2 separate regions of the Sus scrofa genome follow, and region 2 is linked to region 1. A link is a contact called in public HiChIP or PLAC-seq data. All regions are on one chromosome and are shown on one strand. Each heading gives the region's core, a stretch centred on a gene start, on an enhancer-like site or on the middle of the called end of the contact. The rest is flanking DNA. Distances are from core to core; before and after follow the strand shown. Region 1 has its middle 66 kb from the start of NCK2. Region 2 has its middle 70 kb from the start of NCK2.

What was found. HiChIP or PLAC-seq counts read pairs in DNA pulled down with a chosen protein or histone mark.
Region 2: an H3K27ac HiChIP or PLAC-seq map of skeletal muscle shows a contact between it and region 1. The contact joins two enhancer-like sites. A contact is called at or near these places in 2 of 47 Hi-C or Micro-C datasets (both in liver) and 1 of 2 datasets of contacts at active chromatin or transcription factors (skeletal muscle).

What each region holds. Positions count from the first base shown.
Region 1 is chr3:49,040,548-49,045,142 of Sscrofa11.1, forward strand. No RefSeq gene overlaps it. Among named protein-coding and RNA genes, the nearest start is that of NCK2, 66 kb to the right of the region's middle. Within about 2 kb of position 2,089, at least 14 of the 83 cell types and tissues checked have an H3K27ac peak or open chromatin away from gene starts, as enhancers often do. A contact at or near this core is called in skeletal muscle, where this site is marked.
Region 2 is chr3:49,176,513-49,181,107 of Sscrofa11.1, forward strand. It overlaps a transcript of NCK2 not described here. Among named protein-coding and RNA genes, the nearest start is that of NCK2, 70 kb to the left of the region's middle. Within about 2 kb of position 2,634, at least 4 of the 83 cell types and tissues checked have an H3K27ac peak or open chromatin away from gene starts, as enhancers often do. A contact at or near this core is called in skeletal muscle, where this site is marked.

The DNA.
Region 1 (4,595 bases), core at 839-3,338:
TCTGAGCCCCTTCTACTGAGCAAGCCTCCCTCCCTGAGACAAGAACCTCTGTAATTCCTTGAGGTGACAACAAGGAGCAGACCCTGGAGAAAGTCCTGTTCACCCGAGGTCCCTGAGCTCACCCGGAGGATTCAGACCTCGATGTGACACAAAATTCAGTCCTTGCTAAGCAGGGGCCAACGCCCCAACCGCATACTTGAAGAAGAAAGGGAATGATAAACTGCTGGATGTGGTTTAAGAGCCAGACTCCCCACAGAAATAACTACCTTTCATATGGAAAGTAAGAGTGTTTGATGGAAAGATAAGGCAGTGGTTGAGGGCCTCAGCTGCCTGCTCCCCTCCACCTCTCTGGCCAGCCAGGGACGGTGGCTGCCTCCAGGAAGGTCCTGGGGCCACAGAGAGAGCCTCTGTCAACGCCTCATTTGTTGAAACTCTGCAGAAAAGTATAATCCACTTCCAACAGACAGCTTTAAGATTTGCAGAGTGTTGGATTAAGGACCTTAGTCAATAATGGAGTTCCTGTCGTGGCTCAGAGGAAATGAATCTGACTAGCATCCATGAGGACGCAGGTTTGATCCCTGGCCTTGCTCAGTGGGTTAAGGGTCTGGAGTTGCCGTGAGCTGTGGTGTAGGTTGCAGACATGGCTCAGATCTGACGTTGCTGTGGCTGTGGTATAGGCTGGCAGATACAGCTCCAATTCTACCCCTAGCCTGGGAACCTCCATATGCTCGGGTGTGGCCATAAAAAAAAACAAACAACAACAAAAAAAAACCCAAAAAAAAACAAACTGTAGACCTTAGTCAATAATCATTCATATTATTTCATATCTGGGTTCTGGTCCTCCCGGTATGGAGGACAAACGTCTCTGTGGCTGGTTGCAGGGAGCTCCCCGCAGGCCAGGCTGGTTTGGCTGGAAGGGGTCCAAGAAGATCGTTTTCTTCAATCCATTTTGCTAACACTGGCTGCTGTGACCTTCCACCCCAGTCCTGACCCCCTCACCCCCAACTACACTGTGTTCCCTCAGGAATACTCATCAGGTTACAGCGAAGCTTACAGCTGCTGCCACTGGCTTCCAAGCTCAGGGTCCCACACACGGACCATTTTTTCAAAAAAACAAATGCCACTGATAGGTGATAGGCTGGCCTGTCCACCCCACAATTTTCTTTTCTTTTCTTTTTTTTTTGTCTTTTATAGGGCTGCACCCACGGCATATGGAGGTTCCCAGGCTAGAGGTTGAAATGGATCTGTAGCCGCCGGTCTACACCACAGCCACAGCAACGCCAGATCTGAGCCATGTCGGCAACCTACACCACAGCTCACGGCAATGCCAGATCCTTAACCCACTGAGTGAGGCCAGGGATTGAACCCACAACCTCATGGTTCCTAATCAGACAGGAACTCCCACCCCATGATTTTCTTACTCTTAGCTCCGTCTGGGTTTCACCATCACTTAACAATCATTTATTAAACAGAGCAGGTTTGCTGTGCCAGGTTAAGTGTAGGCCAGAAAGACAAGCTCCTTCTGGATCTGTACATATGGACCAAACTGGTTGATTTGGATTTTAAAAAAAAGGCCCAGCTTCATTGATTGAATTCATTTTTCTTTCTTTCTTTCTTTCTTTTTCTTTCTTTCTTTCTTTCTTTCTTTCTTTCTTTCTTTCTTTCTTTCTTTCTTTTCTTGTTTTTTTTAAGGCCAAACCTGCGATGTATGGAGGTTCCCAGGCTAGGGGTAGAATTGGAGCTGTAGCCGCCAGCCTACACCACAGCCACAGCAATGAGGGATCCGAGCCATGTTTGTGACCTACACCACAGCTCACAGCAATGCCAGATCCTTAACCCACTGAGCGAGGCTAGGAATCAAACCCACATCCTCATGGACACTAGTCAAATGTGTTTCTGCTGGGCCACAATGGGATCTCCCTCCTTTTTGTTTTTTTAATCTTCCTGAAAACTGATGCTGATTCATGCTGGACACAACATCTGTTGAAGAACCCTGTTCTCTTCGAATCTCCTCCATCATCCTGAGCTGGCAGTGCCCCGCCCTTGGGGGGCCTGCTTCCCCTTCTCCTCCGTGTCCCGTGCAAGGGCAGGGCCACTGCCGGAGGCACAGCCTCCTTGGTCTCGAAGCAGGGCTGTCGCTGTGCTAACGCAGCAGAGAGTCAGTTTCAGCTGACAATCTCATATTGCAGCTCAGGAAACAAAAGAGCGATTCAGTTCTTGCGAGAAAACTTGCCAGATTTTTCCAGGCAGCGGTTTTCCTTCTTGAAGTCACTTTTTGTGTTTCCATCACAGAAATGAATTCAAAGGAAAATGAGTAATTGCTGGTCTGCTCAGCGTCGAGGGTCTCCCTGGAGTAAGTGCATTCCTGCGCGAGGCTCTTCATTTCCATTTCCAGGGTTTTCGAATGTAACACAAACACTTGATGGAACGTGCACCACTACCCTGTTATAATTAAACAGCCTGACTTGGCGAAGCACTTCACCGATCAGCATAAATCTGGTCCACGTTGGTGTGACACACAGAAAATGGTCACAAGGCTTCTGTTAGATTTCCTGGCGCTGCTCTCGCCGGGCTTCCAGTAACTGTGCTTCTTACTGGCCTCGAGGTGATTCTCACGTCTGGTGATGGCTCCGAATACATGGGCTTGCAGGGGGGGGTCTCCAATTTTGGATAAAATATATTCCATCGAAGAACCGTTCCTGGAGTCCCTCTGCAACAGCGTTCTGAGCACAGCTGACTAAGACTCCGCAGGGCCCAGAAGCTAGTCAGGGCGTTTAAGATGCAGTTCCCTGTAATTCTAAATATGTCTGTCACCACCCACTTTCTTCTCCTGCAAAGTGGGGATGCTGGCTTCTTGCCAGGCCTGATAACCTAGCATTCACTCTCACAGCCCAGAGGGGCCCTGATTCATGCCTTCTTGCCCAGTTGTGGGGACTACTGGGCTGCCAGGTCCAGGCCAGTGCTTGCTCCAGACCCTAGCCCAGGCCAAGCTTGAGGCAGGGGCCACCTCAGCTCTCAGCATCTGTCCCCACCCCAGTCAGGCCTCACTGCCTGGCTGCAGCTTGGCCGCCCAGCTTTTGCCTTAGTTTTCCTGGAAGGCGGCCACGTTGCAGCCGTGTTCATCAGGGTTCCGCTGCAGAGACAGAATCCACTGGGCGAGTTGAGGCTGAAAGGGGTTCCTCACAGGCTGCCGATGACTTCCAGAAGGGTTAGGAAAGCTGGAGCAGTTATAGGAGGAGCCCCTGGGAGCTGCCCTCAGGGCCACCAGCAGACCTGACTGCAGGCTTGACGACCAGGCAGGCGCTGCAGGACTAGAATTCAACTGCACCTGCTGGCTCTGGTCCACAACTTCCGCTGTCCTTACACAGCAACGTAGGTGTCTCGGGCTCAGCCTTTCTGGCCAGGTGATTGGTTCTAAATGAAACCCCTCCCATTTGCACCAGTGGGTGGGCGAAGTGATGCTAGCTTCCTGCGGATGTGGCCAGTTGGAGTCACTGAAGGGGGCTGAGGAGGGAGCCCTGGGCGTGCCTCTGGCAGCAGCTCCACGTCCTCTTGCCACCACCTCCTGGAGGCCTGCCAGGCTTCAGCTCCCACAAATGAGCCCAGCCTCAAACTGTGAGAGAAGCTAGATCTAAATTAATGGAGATGTTTGGAGTTCCCTTCGATGCTCAGCAGAAATGAACCCGCCAGTATCCATGAGGATGCGGGTTCAATCCCTGGCCTCGCTCAGTGGGTTAAGAATCTGGTGTTGCTGTGAGCTGTGGTGTAGGTCGCAGATGCGGCTCGGATCTTGCACTGCTGTGGCTGTGGTGTAGCTCTGATTCGACCTCTAGCTTGGGAACTTGCATATGCAATGGGTGTGGCCCTAAAAAGCAAAAAAAAAAAAAAAAAAAAAAAAATTAATGCCTGTGTGGATCTTATTCACAGCTTGGAGGACTCGGTTTTCCTCAAACTGATCTACAAAGAAAAAACAGCCCCAATCAAAATCCAAGCCGAACTTTTTTTTTAATAGAAATTAACCAGCTGGTTCTGAAAGCCATATGGAAATGCAAAGGACCTAGCACAGGCAGAACACCTTAGAACTAAGTTGGAAGATTAATGCTACCTGATATCAACAATCATTGCAGAGCTACAGTAATTGAGACAGCGTGTTAGTGTAAACATTAGCAAACAATAGCATTCACAAGTAGACTCACCCGTTTATAGACAACTTAATTTTGACAAATGGGCAAAGACAATTTGATGAAGAAAGGATAGTTTTTTCAATTAACAGTACTGGAACTATTGAAGAGTCATATGTAAAAATTTCAGTTTGGATTCAAATTTACATCATATACAAAAATCAACCCATTTATAGACAACTTAATTTTGACAAATGGGCAAAGACAATTTGATGAAGAAAGGATAGTTTTTTCAATTAGCTGTACTGGAACTATTGAATAGTCATATGTAAAAATTTCAGTTTGGATTCAAATTTACATCATATACAAAAATCAACCCCAAATGGATCCTAGTCTTACATGTATGAAGTTAAACTTCTGGAAGAAAGTGTAAAAGAAAACCTGTGTGCCTTTGGGCTAGGCAATGATTTCTTA
Region 2 (4,595 bases), core at 1,384-3,883, 140 kb after region 1:
CACATCTGCAGCATATGGAGGTTCCCAGGCTAGGGGTCAAATCAGAACTGTAGCCGCTGGCCTACGCCACAGCCATAGCCACACGGGATCCGAGCCATGTCTGCGACCTACACCATAGCTCACAGCAATACTGGATCCTTAACCCACTGAGCAGGGCCAGGGATCAAACCCATATCTTCAGGGATACTTGTCATCCTCATGGATACTCGTTGGGTTCATTAACTGCTGAGCCACGATGGGAACGCCCCTAGATTTGTTATTGGACAACCATGAGCTCACACACAGACAGAGCCTCACACCCTCCCATCTGCTTCTCCTAGGCATGGCAAACATACTAAAAATACTTGCAACTCTTTCCCAAAACACCCTTCAAGATCAGGTTACTCTTTATTATTTATTTATTTTTGCTTTTTAGGGCTGCACCCAAGGCATATGGAAGTTCCCAGGCTAGGGGTCCAATCAGAGCTACAGCTGCTGGCCTACCCCACAGCCACAGCCACGCCAGATCCAAGCCCCATCTGCGACCTACACCACAGCTCATGACAACGCTGGATCCTTAACCCACTGAGCAAAGCCAGGGATCAAACCTGCAACCTCATGGTTCCTAGTCCGATTTGTTTCGGCTGCACCATGACGGGAACTCCCCAAATTACTCTTTAAAACACAAGGTGTCCCATCACTTCCGTCTCACTTGGCCAGTGACCAAAACCAGGCTAATCCAGCTGCATCTCCCCCTTTGTGTCCCAAACAAGGCTCCAAAGAACAATCTGTTACCAGCGATAACTACATTCAAGGAGTTCCCGCTGTGGTGCAGCAGGTTAAGGAGTTGGTGTGGCTGCAGGTATGGCACAGGTCACAGCTGCAGCTCAGATTTGGTCCCTGGACCAGAAACTTCCATATGCCATGGGTGCGGCCACAAAAAAACCAAAAAAAAAAAAAAAAAAACAAAAGCAAAAACCAAGAAACCAAATTCACCCTCAAAGAGACAACATGCTCAGGACACTCCAGAAGCTCAGATGCTGTCACAGAGTCCCTTAAGAATGGCCACCCTGGAGTTCCTGTTGTGGCAGAGCACAAGGGAATCCGACCAGTAACCATGAGGTTGCAGGCTCGATCCCTGGCCCCGTTCAGTGGGTTGGGCATCCCGTGTTGTTGTGATCTGTGCTATAGGTCACAGGCACGGCTCGGATCCTGCGCTGCTGTGGTGTAGGCCAGCAGCTGCAGCTCCAATTCAACCCCTAGTCTGGGAAACTCCACATGCCGCAGTGCTCCCTTTAAAAAAAAAAAAAAAGGCAAAAAAAGAGAATGGTCACCCAATGGAAAGTAAGCTCCAAGCCTGGCCACAGGGCCCAGCCTGGCCCTGCTCCATGAGATGAGGTCCTTTAGCCACATGGCTCCCAAAGGCCTGCAGGGAGGGTCCTTACACTCTGGGTGAAACTGACACTTGCACATCCCTGAGAACCAGCGCAGCCTCTTAGAAGGGCGTTAAGGCAGGTGTATGAGAAGCACAGGCACCACCCACTCAGCTCTGCCACCTTTCGCTGACGATTCAGCAGAAGAAAAGAAATACCAAAGGCACACACAGGTACCTCACCGACTGGAACAAGAGCTGAATGGGCAAGTCAACAGCAGCAATGGAGCAACATGAAAACATCGCAAAGCTAATAAGGTGGGGACGTGCTCGGGTTAGAAGAGTCTGAAACGGTACAAATGGCTACATATACGTGCAAGGACTAATTACAAACATGAAGAGTTGCTCTTTATCGATGATAAGATTACAGGAGGAGTTTTCCTTTTGTCTTTTTGCTTTTTAGGGCCACACCTTGTGGCATATGGAAGTTCCCAGGGTAGGGGTCGAATCGGAGCTACAGCTACCGGCCTGCACCACAGCCACAGCAACACCAGATCCAAGCCATGTCTGTGACCTATACCACAGCTCACAGCAATACCGGAGCCTTAACCCACGGAGCGAGGCCAGGGGTCAAACCTTCAACCTCATGGTTCCCAGTCAGATTCATTTCTGCTGCGCCACAACAGGAACTCCCTGTTTGCCTTTTTAAATACTATCTCTAAGTGTTCGTTAGTAGGCTGCCTGTGTCACTGAAAGAAACTCCACCAAAAAAGACACAAAGAGCAGTGCCAGAAAAGAGAAGTTTCTGGAAGCCAGGTCGTGTGTTTGGTGTGCACTTTCAGATCTTTTTACCCAGCAGTCAAGAGCCCGACAACCCTGGGCACCTGGGAAGGTGTGAGCAAGTGTGAGTTGGATTATTCAGCCTCTGTGGAAGGGAAACCCCAGAGCTGGGGAGCACTGTTGTGCCGACACTGGAACCACAGGTTGGTTGTTTTTTTTTGTTTGTCTGTTTTGTTTTTTTGTTTTGTTTTGTTTTGGCCACACCTGGGGCATTTGGAAGTTTCTGGGCCAGGGATGACATCCGAGCCGCAGCTGTGACCTATGCTATAGCTGTGGCTACACCACCTCCTTAACCTGCTGCACCACAGCGGGAGCTCCTCGAATGTAGATTTTGCTGGCAATAGGTTGTTTCCACGGGAATAAGGCAGCTGCAGGGGCGCAGCGAAGAGCAGATCAGATGTCGCAGTTGAGACATTAGGTAAACATCACGACTATTCCAGCCAAGTCCATACTAGAGGACTGCTCCTCCCCCACAGCCATCACCTGAAGGGCAGTTCTAGCAGCTGGTATTTATAGCTCCCTGCACCAATGCTTTTTCTAAACTATTATTTTATACCATCTTTCAGTTAAAGATGCAGTCCCAAAACTCCAGAGGGCATTTTGCTGTGACACCCGAGAGCCAAAAAAAATCAAGCTCCTTTATGCAAGAGATGTTTAAAAGTCACTGACACTTTTGTGATACTAAACATTATTACAAACCCCTGTACCGAATCCACAACCCAAACCCATCACTAAAATATTAAAGAATCACAAATCCCAGAACACTGTTTACATTAGTGTTTTTTAGATAATAAACTGATGTGTATGGTTCCCCATGGTGACCGTTTAATTAATTAAATTTACAAAAATAATGCTTACGCTTTTATCCAATTTAAATAAAATTGTTCTTAGAGCTCTCTTCCAGACAAGATTTTATTCTAGGCACTTGGGGGATGTTTCGTCACCACTGCATGACTGCAAAGTTCTGCGAGGCAGCAGAATTAAATTACTTCCTGCGGCGCCTGCGTGGACCATTTCTGGCCCGAAGCCTGGCTCCCAGCAGCTCTATCATCAGATGTGACAGCACCCAGTCTCCGTGCCATACATCCCCTCCCCATGTCAGCAGGGGAGACCCCGGGATGCCTCTTCAGGATGCTTTTAAATGGTTTTTGTTTTAGGCAATTGGATTAAAATGCAATATGAAAATTATTATTTAAAAGACGAATTTGAGATGCAATAACATATGTTCGTTATTTTAGCAGATCTAATAATCACCCTAATTTCAAAGGAAAGTGAGAGTAACCCAAATTCTAACCCACCTGCAACCACTGCTATGTCCTAGGAGAGCCTGATCATTTCTCTAATGGCCAAGGATGTCTGATGGCTGAGAATGTCACGGGTTGTCCCGCCTACCTTACCAATGGAAATAAACACTATTTCAGTTAACAGCTAGTAAAGATAAAAATGTATGGTTTGGGAGTTCCTGTTGTGGCTCACCAGATTACAAACCCAACTGACAATGTGAGTTCGATCCCTGGCCTTGATCAGTGAGTTAAGGATTTGGGCTGCTGCGAGCTGTGGTGTAGGTTGCAGACACGGCTCAGATCCCGTGTTGCTGTGGCTGTGGTGTAGCCAGTAGATGTAGCTCCGATTCGACCCCTAGCCTAGGAACTCCATGTGCCGCAGGTGTGGCCAAAAAAAGTTGTGGTTTGGGGGTTCCCATTGTGGCTCATGAGGTTAAAGACCTGATAGAGTGTCCATGAGGATGTGGGTTCAATCCCTGGCCTCGCTCAGTGTGTTAAGGATCCTACACCATTGCTGCAAGCTGCGATGTAGGTCACAGGTGCCGGCCTGGGTTTGGTGTTGCTGTGGCTATGATGTAGGCTTGCAGATGCAATTTGTCCAATAATTTCCATATGCCACAGGTACGGCTATAAAAAGAAAAAAAAAATTATGTTTTTCACCCCCAGGTCACAGATTCCCTGAAGCCCATCCTCTCCTGGCAGGGCCCCTGGCTTAAGGACCAACTTTGGGGAACCACTCAGACCTTCACAGGATGTCATGAACCATCAGATTCCACAAATGCCTAGATTCCAGACTCAGGCTGTCTCCAGCTTCCGGGGGCCGCAGAAGGAACCCCCTCAGCAGAGGGCTCTTTGATGCTGTAACAGGAACACCTGTGGACCCGAGAGCCTGGGATGGACCAGCCCCTGGTTTGATGCTTTGCTGCCCACGTGCTGCCACGTTTTTGCCACCACATTTCCTCCAGCAAGGCCTCTCCCAGGGAGCATGGGGAGGACGCTTAAGAGATCACGGTGTTCAGCGCTGCTCTTACACTGGGAATGATGCTTCCAGCCAACTGGTCATAAAAACCCAAGCCCAGCCAATTCCAAAAATACTGTCCTTAAATGTTTCCCAGGAAAGC